Regions from separate parts of the Anas platyrhynchos genome. Here region 1 is linked to region 2. A link is a contact called in public Hi-C data. All regions are on one chromosome and are shown on one strand. Each heading gives the region's core, a stretch centred on a gene start, on an enhancer-like site or on the middle of the called end of the contact. The rest is flanking DNA. Distances are from core to core; before and after follow the strand shown.

The links. A called contact is a pair of places that touch in the nucleus more often than the background predicts.
Region 1: a Hi-C map of subcutaneous adipose tissue shows a contact between it and region 2, with 2.4 times the contacts expected there. The contact joins the promoter of LOC101801163 here to the promoter of SNX18 in region 2. A contact is called at or near these places in 2 of 8 Hi-C or Micro-C datasets (liver and subcutaneous adipose tissue).

Annotation. Positions count from the first base shown.
Region 1 is chrZ:18,595,033-18,600,972 of IASCAAS_PekinDuck_T2T, reverse strand. It overlaps LOC101801163 (chondroitin sulfate proteoglycan 4), which reads left to right and starts at 3,231. Exons shown (of 10, transcript XM_027446274.3): 1 at 3,231-3,425. The coding sequence starts at 3,341.
Region 2 is chrZ:18,450,986-18,456,942 of IASCAAS_PekinDuck_T2T, reverse strand. It overlaps SNX18 (sorting nexin 18), which reads right to left and starts at 4,639. Exons shown (of 2, transcript XM_038170211.2): 1 at 2,780-4,639. The coding sequence starts at 4,409.

The sequences.
Region 1 (5,940 bases), core at 1,982-4,481, 150 kb before region 2:
ATTTAAATAGAATTTCCATTATTTCGTTTTTTTCCCCTTTGCCTTTTATCTTTCCACTCGATACCGCTAAGTCTGGCTCCTTATTCTGCACACATTGCTATCAGCTCTTTGTACCCATTGATGAGATTCCCACTGAGCCTTCTCTTCTCCAGGCTGAACTTTCTCATACATTGAGTGGATTACTTTTCTTTGGACAAGAAGTAATGTCAAAATGAGCATACTAAAAAATGTCAATTTAATGACAAAATTAGTTCAGTGATTGCAGAGTTACTCAGTAGAGTTACAGACCACATTAACTGACTGAGTATATTTTTGTGACTATATCAAACTACAATGTGGAATAGACTTTAAATTGTACATACCTTAAAACAAATGTATCATGTCCTCCAATTTCATCCTATGACATGAATCACAAAGTATTTAAAAATAATGTCTAGTTCTACACCTCCGCATGTACAGGATACTGCCATTTTACCTGTCTCTTGCCTCTCATCCAAATGTCTTGCTCAGCACTACCATTCCTAACTGGGGATACATTGTCATACCTGTGCAATACATGGTCAGTGGAAAAGCAATTTTTTCCCCAAGGTTTTCCATCAGAAGCACAGAGTTTCACTGACACACACCTGCAGGCCTGCTTTTCCAGCTTCAGACACATTATGGATCTTTATTCCATGTTATATCCTTTTTGCTTTTGACCTTCTTGTTTGAATCCTGGACTATCTTGATACATTTTTAGTATCTCCTTCTCAAGGTTTGTACAAATCTTCTTAGAGCACCAGTCTGAAAAGAAAGAAGTTTATCAGGTCTCTGACTTTGAGATTTTTAATAAATCTGTTAAATAATATCTGGGTGAAGATCACTCCCTATGATTTCCCACTGGACATGGCTTCCACCCAAGCACATTATTCTAAAATTGTGAAGACAGCAAAGCCTGCCAAAAATTTCTAAGGAAAATCTTGACTAAATGATGACTACAAACCTCAAAGGAAGAGAGGAACCAGACAGCTGACCCAGAAGAGATTCATTCCATCACAACTTTTCTTATTTCTGCAGCCTTGGAATATTATCTAGGTTACTTATTCTGCTTATTTAGTGTAGCATTTCATCTCACAAATTCCAGTTCTATGTGTAAGTGAAGTAACAAGTTAAAAAAACAACTGACCTGTTGAGACACATTAGAAAGCACCCTGCCAGCTGATTATATCAGAGAAAATTTTATGACTGCAAGGCTGTTCCTGGCATGGATGATGTATGTAACTAAGGGTATGTCTGCATATTTGAATTAAGTATGATAAGTGGCTTATACACAAGTAGTTCAAGTATGCTCTTAAAAAACAAAACAAACAAAAAAAACCTAGAACCTTGAGCTTTCAAGTACAGGGCACCACTGATAAGGTGCAAAATGCAGAATTTCCTCTGTCTAGTTTAAGTTCTGTACAGCTTATAATAATTTCACTTTGTTTTGTCTACCTGCTGTATATTCATTCTACAACAAAACATGACTTCTTTATGCAAGTATGATTGTAGTTATATCCCATATCTGGTACAAAAAGAATCAGTAAAAAAGCTGTAGATAAGACTTCTTATTTCATGATTACAAAAGGCAATAGTGTTTACAAGGGTACAAGTACAACATACCTAGATTACTTCCTTCTGTTCTTTGAAGGGACTTTAAAGGGACTGTGATGTGCTGTTTATTACCTCTTATATGTCCATTTCAGACTTCTTTTCCTTGTATGCATATAGCACCCTCACTAGAGTATTTGATCAATTTAATTTATTTATAATTAATTTAATTTAATTTATTTAATTTATTTATACTTAATTTATTTTAATTTATTTATACTTAAATAGTTTTCTGAAGTACAAAAAACATAGTCTATCAATTTTAGATGTAAGGATCCGAGTCATACAGTGCCATCAGAGAATTAGCAATCCAAAACTAAATTTTTGAAACAAAATGAAACCATGAAAATTACAGGTGAAATGCTTACTGAGCCACATGGTGTGCTTAAGACAACTCTCCTACAGCACCAGGGCTGTGTGTGCCGTCCATTCCCAGGTCTGTCAGTTAATTATTCCCAGGTCTGTGGCTAATGGGTCACATATCCTGAGAGCTGGTTAAAGGTGGAGAACCAGGTTGGACCTGGTGATTAGGGACATGGTTTAGTGGGTGACATTTGTTATAAGTTGCCCCCTTAATTAATTTTCAGAGAGCATTGCATTAATAAGAGAAAGGAATTTATTGAGTAAGCAACAGCAAGCAAAACAGCGCTGGGCGGCCGGGGAGTCTCGGCTCCGCCAACGGCGCGCACCTCACCCCCCCCAGGGTCCCTTTTTATATCTTGGTAATTCCGGGATTACGCAGCACATCCTGGTATATTCTGCGACTGCGCGCACTGTTGCTAGGGGGTCGTCTCTGTCCCTCTGGTGGTCGTGAAGATGAAGGCCGTAGTCTTCCTTGGCGTTGTGGTTCAACTTCTTTCTTTATTTGGTCATGTTGGCCCAGCATGAGACAGGAAGGCAAGATGTTGATACACTGGTTTAACAACTTATCAGGAGATGGTTACATGAACTTTGCAGCAGTGTTATTTTGAACAAAAGAGGCTACTGAGATGCAGAAGGAGAGAAGGGGAGAGGGTTCTCTTTTTTGTTACATTAAGCAAAGGAATTTTCATAGTGTCTAGCTAAGCATTATACAGCTCCTTACTTCAGCAGGGAGTTTTCACAACTCCCGTTCCTCAAACAGAACTCCTTGTTTTTACAAAAGACAATGAACAAACATTTATTGTGTATTACAACATTGACATTGGTGGAAGGGTGATGGTTGAAACGATTCATCTTGAAGGTCTTTTCCAACCTTCTATGATCTTGTTAGGAGTGATCTGGAGGGGACACCAGAACTGACCCTTGGAATCGTGTGGGGACAAGGCCACATGTGGGAGTGCTGACCACCTTGTGTGCTGACCACCTTGAGTGCTTCCAGCCCGAGGGATGCAGCGATGGCAGCAGACTTGGAGAGAAGTGTTGGACACAAACACAACGCCGAGTGCTCTGCACAGGGCTTCACACCCTTCTCCTCCTGTGCTCAGCTGGGGCAACCCGGGGACCGCCGCCGAGCCCGGTGAAACAAAACTATCGAAACACACCGCGAGGAGCCACCCCTATTCCACAGGACGCCTGTGGCAGCCCCAGGGCCGTCCCTCCACCCTCCCGGTGCCGCCCCCGCCGTGTTTCTGTAGCGGGAGGCGGGACTGGGGGCAGGGGGAGGGCGGCGAGCTCCGTGCCGGGCCCCCGGTTGCTGGGGGCGGCCGGTGCTGCCCGGCCGGTCCGCGGCATGGCGGCCGGGCCCAGCGCCCCGCTGCTGGCGGCGCTGCTGCTCCTGCTGCTGCTGCTGGCCGCCGGCCGGCCGGCCCTCGCAGGTAGGGGCTGCCGCCATGTCGCGGGGAGCCGCCGGGCTCCGGGCAGGCCGGCAGGGCGCTGGTTGAGGGGGAGGGAGGCGCTGGGGGCTTCGCCTGCGGGAGGGGAGCCCCCATGGAGGGGCGCCCCGCGGGGCTGGAGGCTCGGGCGGGGGCTGCGGCGGGGCGAGCCCCGCACCCAGCCCCCGGAGTGTGAGGCCTGTGGTGGGAGCAGCCGGGCTTACCTGGCGGTGGGCGTGCAGAAATAGCTTTGTTTTCGACAGCAGCAGCTTTTGGGGGCGAGGGGAAGGTGTTTCTGCAAAGGGGAGGCCGAGCCTGCCCGCTGAGGCGTGATTCGCTTTGCGCCCGCTGCAGGGTTGATGCCGGGACTCGACAGAGTCCCAGAGTCTTTTTAATACAAACACATAGCAAGCAACTGGCGTAAAATTCTTTTTTTAACAGTCGTGAGTATGACTGAAGTTACATGCCGTGAGAAAGCTCTACGGTATGTGCAAGGGTATGCCCTGTGGTTCTTCCCCTGTTCTGGCTTGCAAGAAGCCCCGATGTTCATTACCAACCAGTGACAACGGGTGCCGGGTTTTGGCATCCAAATTGAGCTGATGTCTGGCTTCCCACACATGCCAAGGGCCCGCCACTCTTCCTGATGGTGGTGCAAATAGAGGTGCTACTCCAGAGCTGTCACCAAAACCACTGGCACTGACAAAAGCTTAAGTTTGAAATTTCTTTGTTTTCATCTTCCAGTGAACTGTAATTACAGCACCAAGGAATGATAATCAGATTTGCTATTTAAATATGCACTTAAATATTTGACCAGTAAACGGTTGCAGAATTGACCTGTCTGGTATGCTTCGCAATCCCATGCGACAGGAACTAATTGCTGTAACTCCCTTTCCTTAAAAATTACAAGTGTCTCACTGTCTGTGACTGTACTGTGAATGTTTTCTCTAGATCCATAGACTAGCTAGGAACTAACACCTAATGTTTAATTGTATCTTTAAAAAAATCTTCAGTTCTTATGCCTCCCTTGTCTTTTCGCAAGAGGATTTCAATGTATGGTGCTCTAAACAGTGTTCTTGCAGGTTTCATGGACAAGAAGCCTGTATGCAGAGTAGGGAGGATATTTTATTGCTCACAGAAGTGTCTCTGAGCTATCACAGATGTCTGGGAGATCAGATTGCCACTGAAATTTCTCTAGTGCTGGTAGCATTTTCATAAATGTCATGGTCTAAGGGTTTTGTCAGTGATTTTGCTGGCAGCAATATTAGGCCAACCAGTATGGTTTTGCAAACAGTACTTTGAGAAGTTGACAAACCACTTCATGCCTCACTGTTGTGGTAAGAGCTGTCCGTGCCCAGCATTCCGGGCAGTGCACGGTAAATACAGGGCTGCAGGGAACATTTCCAGATTGCAAGGTAGGATGTCAGAATCACAGCCTGCTGCTTGTGCTAGCCCAAGTGCAGCAATGTAGGATGCTTCAGCAGAGCTGTCATGCGGATCTCTACAATCCCATGTGGGCTGGCATCTGTACCAGGACCATGTGTCAAAATCTAGCTCTTGTCTCTTTACTGCAGTTGCTGCTATAACTGTAGCCATGCTCAGAGGTAGAGAGATTCTTGTCCCAAAGATCTTAGAGAGGAACTGAAAAACAATTTGAGGATGGAAGGAAAACAAAGCGCTAACAACTTTTAGGCAGTAAACTGAAATTAGGTTAAGTGGTTCGCACAATTCTTTGGCATGTTTCTCTGATGGAACTAGAAATTAACATTACCTTTGTCCATTTGATGTTCAGTGCTTCAACTGTAGGACTATCTTTTATCTAGGAATCTGGTGTGTGAAGCACATGCGGATGCAACACAGGGATGTGTCTCACTGTGTACGTTTTGCATTACATGCAAGAATCAGAGGCTTGCAGACTCTTACTAGCATTTGATTTACCCACAAAATCTCACTCTAAATCTAACAGTGGTAAAGTGTGAATCAGCCCTGAGAATTCACTTCAACACTATGGTTACATTACCTGTAAATGGCTTTCCCAGCAAATCTGGCAGTCCTTTTCCATGTCCATTCTTCCTGTGCCCCTGAAGTGCTGTCGATGTCATCTGCTACCAGCTTGGATAAGAAGCAAAAGAAGTTGTACTTTTCCATTATGAAGTATCCTTTGTCTCTCTGTTTGCTTTCTGTCATTCTGCTGCATTATTTCTTCTGTTTGTCCTCATAGCAAAATTTCATTAACCAAACTGCCATTCTATGAAGTATCAGGACTGTGTGTTGGAGAATGTAGTTTAGACTGTGTGATCTGGGAAGAGGCACTTCCAACATTAACCCAACAGTCTGATGCCATGGTATTTGTAAGTATCAGAATGTCTTCTGCTTTCAGGTCTTTAATAAATGCATCCTCCAGAGTGCAGTTTGACAGCTTCTGTTTTTTTTCCTTTTTTCTCCTGATTAATATTTTGATCACCCTCGGGCTGCTTGTGCAGGTGTGATCTTTGCATACCATTCAAGTGGAGCAGAACAC
Region 2 (5,957 bases), core at 3,390-5,889:
TTTTTGCTGAAAAAACTTTGCAGAAATTATTGAAAAACCTCAGACATGCTGATTTCTCAGTCTCCTGCACAAAACACGCTTCCAGTCACATTAAGCAGCTGTTCAACTATCTGCAGTAGATCAAATCCTTAACAAGACAAGGCAGTCTAAGGTTCTACCAACAGATACATGTTTGGGGCATAGTTGCCTTTATTTTTTTGGTCCTTCTCAGGTCTAGAGGGATACAGAGATGGAGTCTAGAAACGGCTTCGCTTTTTACCCCAAGTGGACAATCCATTTGCACTATGTAGAGAAAAACAGAGGAAGCATAACTTTAGAGTTCTTCTTAAAGCCAAGCCCATGTTGGCAATGTATCAAAAGGCTGCTGTTTCTGCCACCTCTAAAGGCACTTTTGGGTTATTTTACTGCACAAAGTTGTACACTAGAAAATAAAACACTGAAAGAAAGACACATCCACTCTGTTTTCAGATGATCTATTATCACCAACAGATCTTTGTTTGGTCTGCACAGACAATAATAATCCTCACATACTGGCAGCTGTCCCGGACTGTAAATTTAAAAGAAAGGTCTTATGTTGTAAGAACACCACACAGTTCATGTTTTTATCTGAAGTTTACAATTTGGAATTGAAGAGTTATACCATGTTAGAAATAACTGCTAAGAGCAATAAAACAGCCATAAAATGGAGAAGAAAAAAGAAATAGTCAGTTTTCTCTTCTAGTTTGTCTCTTCTTTACAGGGAACAAAAGCAGCAAATGCATAACCCAGCCCTAACCCTGTTCCTGTGATGAATACAGACACTCAGGAGACCAAGCTCTCAAACCCAAGCCATTTTCTGATTGCAAATATGCACCAGGAAAAATATTCTATTAGCTCAGAGGTGCTGGAGCATTAGCATGTGAAGGCAGGCTGGCTGTACATTTCTCCAACCAGCTCCAGCACAGTCTTCTGGCACCGCATCAGCTCTATGTATGTCATCATACTTCTGCACTGCTATGGTGGAAGCTCGCTTAGATGAATTTTCCCCAGTTCAAGAAGGTAAGCCTTCTTGAAAGTGCAAATTCAAACACAACTGAAAGTGAAATAGAGATGTGCAAGCTAAAGGCAATACGGGTTGAACCAAGCGCATATCTTACTATTCCCAATCCTCTCCTCAAAGTAAACTCTATAATATATCTTAAAGTTTTAAGACTACATTTAAATAGTGCATATCATCTGCTGTTTTATTGCACCCGATAAAAAAATCTTTCTCCTTCCCAAGCGTGAAACGTTGCCAGGGTCTCGCCTCTCTCCAAATTTAAAGTACTTGAGAGTTGTTATCAGAACACAATGCCACACCAGCTAGCAGAGCAAATTCTCAAAGGTCAGACTGCACTTTTCAGCTTTCTCTTCAAAGTAGTATCACAATTATTTAAGTTTCCACCCACAATTTTCAAGATTCGAGAGGAGAATGAAAATCTGAACTTGGTGCTTCTACTTGAAATGAAACTCTTGCTCTCTTAAACAATCTGTGTACTTTATCACTTTATCAACTCTGCCTCCTCAGATTTTCCTAGCAATAGTGTGCACCTACAGAAAGCCTGCCTTTTTTGATCTGTTGTAAAAACTCTTCCAACCATTTCATCAAAAATCTCAAGAGTTCAAGGCCTTGAAAAAGGCAGATAAAGGCATGAAAGACTGAATCACTGTAGATCACAGTTAAGGCTCTGCCTCTCTGGATACAGACCACCACTTATAAATCTCGAAAATAATTTCCAGTGAAGAAGCTCTCGCATTTTCTTGTACAACTGTTACATACACGAATTTCTGTACAGCGTAGGTGGAGTTTTCCTAGGTCTCTTTACTTCTAATCTTTGAGTTGAAAGCCATAGGTCAGCGATATAACAGGAAAAAGGATGAATGATGGGCTATTCTTCTCACAACAGTGATGAACGCATGAATAGCATTAACCTCACAGCAGGGAAATCATCTACACTTATTCAATGCTACAAACCTGTATTTATCTGAATGAGTGTCCCTAGTTATACAGCAGATGATTCTTTCATTTTCTGAGTTTCTTTCCCCTAATGGATCACAAAGTGCCAAACAAACAGCAATGCAAACCTCAGAAGTATGTTTCAGGCAGAAAGATGCCAAAAGGGTACCACATGAGCAAAATCTCTTCAGGATAATATGGGCAAAGGATGAAAAACCTCAACTAGGAACACTGCGGCAGACCACTGTCCTCACAAAGGTGCAAAGGGAGTTTAATGTACAGCCAAACTGACAAACACCAACAGCTTTAAACTTCTCATCTGAATGTCCATCATAAATGCAAAATGCATGTAACACTTCCAACAATAAGGTCAGCTGGAGTATCTGCATCTTCAGATTACTTATCTATTACCTGCTAGATCAGAGATTTAAGATACCTGACATACGTAAAAGAGTAATAGATGTTTTCATACCAGTTGATCTCCGACGGCTGTAAACAAGCTCATTAATCTTTAATGTATCAGCCTCACAGGTAGATGTGGTTTCTTTCAGAGGCACACAGTCACGCTCAGTAACCTCTGACGAACAGAAATCCCAACAAAGTCTAGACCTTTGGCACAGAATGAAAGCTGTCACTGATGTGTTTTGTGTATTTTTAGCAACAGACTACCTGAGTAAACACTGAAAAGTTTAACCCAAGGCCAACAAGCCATACGTGGAGAAAGTTTAGCTCCTGGTTCCTACCTCTGTCTGCATGGCACCGATACATTAAACTATAATTTCAGAAAATAAGTAAGGGTGTTACCTTTCTGGACGTGGATGATGTCCGGAAAGTTGGCCAAATGCCCCTGATACAGCGCTAACAAATCCATCACAGGATCTAGGTCCTGTCGGGGCTGATCTGCAAAGAGGTCCCCGATGGCATCGTAGGCTTCCGCAGTGAAGGCTATGGCTTGGTTGAGGCCGGCCGAAAAGGCCTGCTGGTCCAGCTCAAACGCCTGGCTGAGGCACTTGAAGGAGTGCCCCACCTTCTGGTATTCCTTCTTGAAGCCAGTGACTTGTTTGCGGGCGAACTCGTTGACGGTGTGATTGAGCTGCAGGGCGCTCTCGTCCATCTTCTTCGTGAAGGCTTTGAAGCCGTCCACCTGGCTCTCCACCTCCTGCAAGTCCAGGCCAGCCCCAGGGCCAGCGGGGACACTGATGGTCAGGAAGAAGTTGGCACCCACCATCTCGTCTTTCTCAGCCTTGCGCTTGCCCTGCTTCCAGGCCTTCTCATCCGTGCTGGGACAGGTGAGGAAGTGCTGGAAGGCATCGCACTGCGCCAGCACGGGGTGGCTGCACATGTGGTCCATCCACCAGGCCAAGCCTTTGCGACGCTTGGAGATGAAGTCCTCCTCGAAGCGGCCGGTGGCCTGCTTCTCGGGCAAGTGGGGCACGGAGATGACAGGGAACTTCTCGGCCAGGCGCCCGTAGAGCCAGTCGAAGTGCTTGTAGCGGCGGTGCACCTGCTGCCCGGTGTGGCTGGGCACCAGCTTGTAGGCGATGTAGCTCTTCATCCCCTTGAACTTGGTCTGCTTGGTGGGGTCCTCGATGGAGCACTGGAAGGGGTACGGGTTCTCCTGCCACTCGGGGCCGCGCGGCCCCAGCACCACGCACAGCTTATCCCCATCCTTCACAAAACCCGACGCCTCGCCCAGCACGAAGGCCTCCCCGCCGGACTTGACGAAGGTGGAGAACCGGTTGAGGTTGCGGCTCACCGTGGCCGAGCTCTTGGCTCCTCCACCAGCCGGGTGCGGGTGTCCGGCTGCGTGTCCACCGCCACCACCGCCACCCCCACCGCCACCGCGGGACCCCAGGGACAGCTCGGACCGCGTGGACAGGCGGTAGCGCCCCGCCGCCCCGCCGCCCCCCGCAGCCTCGTAGTCGGGGTAGGAGCTTCCCAGCGCCCCGGGCTCGTCCGCCACCGTGGAGCTGTCGTCCCAGTCATCGTCCCAGTCGTCGTCGCTGCCCTGGCTGGGCTGGTAGGGGCCGCCGTAGGGTGCCATAGGGAAGGGGTACCCGGCGGCGGGCGGCACCGGGAAGGGCTCGGGGGGCTGCTGCGCCGCCGGGGGCTGCTGCTGCTGCTGCTGCTGCTGGTGGAGCTGCTGCTGCTGCTGCTGTGCCGGCTTGAAGGCGGCGGGCGGCGGCAGCGGCTCGAAGCCGGCGGCGGGGACATTGGCGTAGCGGGCGGGCGGCGGCGGCTCGGCGGCGGGGGCGCGGATCACCTGCACGTAGGAGGCCGGGAAGAGGCCGCGGTCGCCGCGGCTGTTGACGCCCTCCAGCCAGCCCTCGATGTCCTGCTCGCTGCACAGGCTCAGCACCTCGTGCTCCCGCAGCGAGATCTCGCCGGGGTTCTCCGACCTGAAGTCGTACAGCGCCCGGGCCCGCAGCGCCATGGCTGCGGTGCGGAGCGGAGCGGTGCGGAGCGGGGCGGCGCGGAGCGGAGCGGGGCTGCAGGAGCCGAGCCGCGGAGCCCCGGCGCTGCCGGCGGGCGGCGAGTCCCGGCTTCACCCCGCGGGGCGCGGCGGGGCCGGCCCGGTCCCACGTCGCCAGTTTCGCTAATCCAGAGCCGAGAGGCAGGGCGGAGGAGCCGAGCGCAGAGCGGCCGCCCCCATCGATGGGCCCGGCCCGCACCCACCCTCGCCGCCCGCCCCCTGGCGGCCTCCGCCGCGGGCCGGCCGCGGGGCTTGGGGCTGCCCCCGGTGGAGGTGGAGGGCTGCGGGTGCTGCCGCAGGCTTGGCGGGGCCGCCTGGCCGCCTGGAGGCTCCTTTAGGGGGCCACGGGGAGGTGTTTGAACCCCTGGTTCTGCGCGGTGTGGCGCTGAGGTGCTGGGCGAGGTGTGGGTGAGGGGCTGTGCACCCCGCCACACTGCTCCATCCGCTGGCTGCCCTCACTTACAGCCAGAGTTTTAGTCGTGAATAACGTGTGTGACATCCCTCTTCAAAAAACAGACCATCCTGCCCATGTTTGCCTTCTGCCTCAATCCCATCCCTACGCTGCTTCTCCCACCCTGGCCATTTCCCCTCATAACTCCCGTGGCACCCGGTCCGGTGTTGTCCACCCACACACACACCACCCATGGCCCTTCACCTCTCCTGGATCCCAGGACACAGATTTCCCTCACGGCTTCTACCTGGTGAAGGAAAGGCAGGGCAGCACACGCTGCCTGCATGCTCCTTCCTGCCTGCCATCTTCCTCCCTTCGCCGTGCCTCACCGACCATCTCAACCCTGCTGGGAAAGCAGTGTGTGCCCGTTTGGTTTCCAGTTCCTTGTGTTTTCCCTCCAACACCCTGCTGGGTGCTAAGCTCTAGCTTATTTCTCTGACTTCGCTCAAAGTCTGTCACTTCTCAAAGGTCCTTGTGTCAAACAATTTGTGTGCATTTGGGAGCAGTTCGCTGGAATGCTACAGGACCCTCTCCTTGCTTTCACTAGGTGTAGATGTAGAATTGAGCAGCATGGTTTAGTGCTGGACTTGTCAGTGCTAGGTTAAAGGTTGGACGAGATGATCTTAGAGGTCTTTTGCAACCCAAATGATCCTGCGATTCTATGATAACTGTTATTAACGTTGTTTGATACCTGAGTTTTGCTTTTGCCCACTTTTTAATTTTGACCTCCATTTTCCCATTTGGCATATTATCCCAGCACTTTCGTGTACCATTGCTTAACATTTTTTGAATGCATCAGTTCACCCCAGACTAACACGTCACCCCCAGCACTCTGCATCTGCCTAGCTCTGGAGGTCTGTTTTTATCAGCCAATTCCAACAGTGCAAGAGCCTCAGAGTTCACCGCACAAGCAGCTCCTGTGTGGCCAGCCCATGGGCTCATGTTCACATTATATTGCTTGTGCCTCCATCTCCGAAGCTGAGCACAGAATGTGGAGCAGCCATTTACTCAGAGCAGTACTGAGTATCTGCATCGGTGATACAGGCAGAAGCATCAGT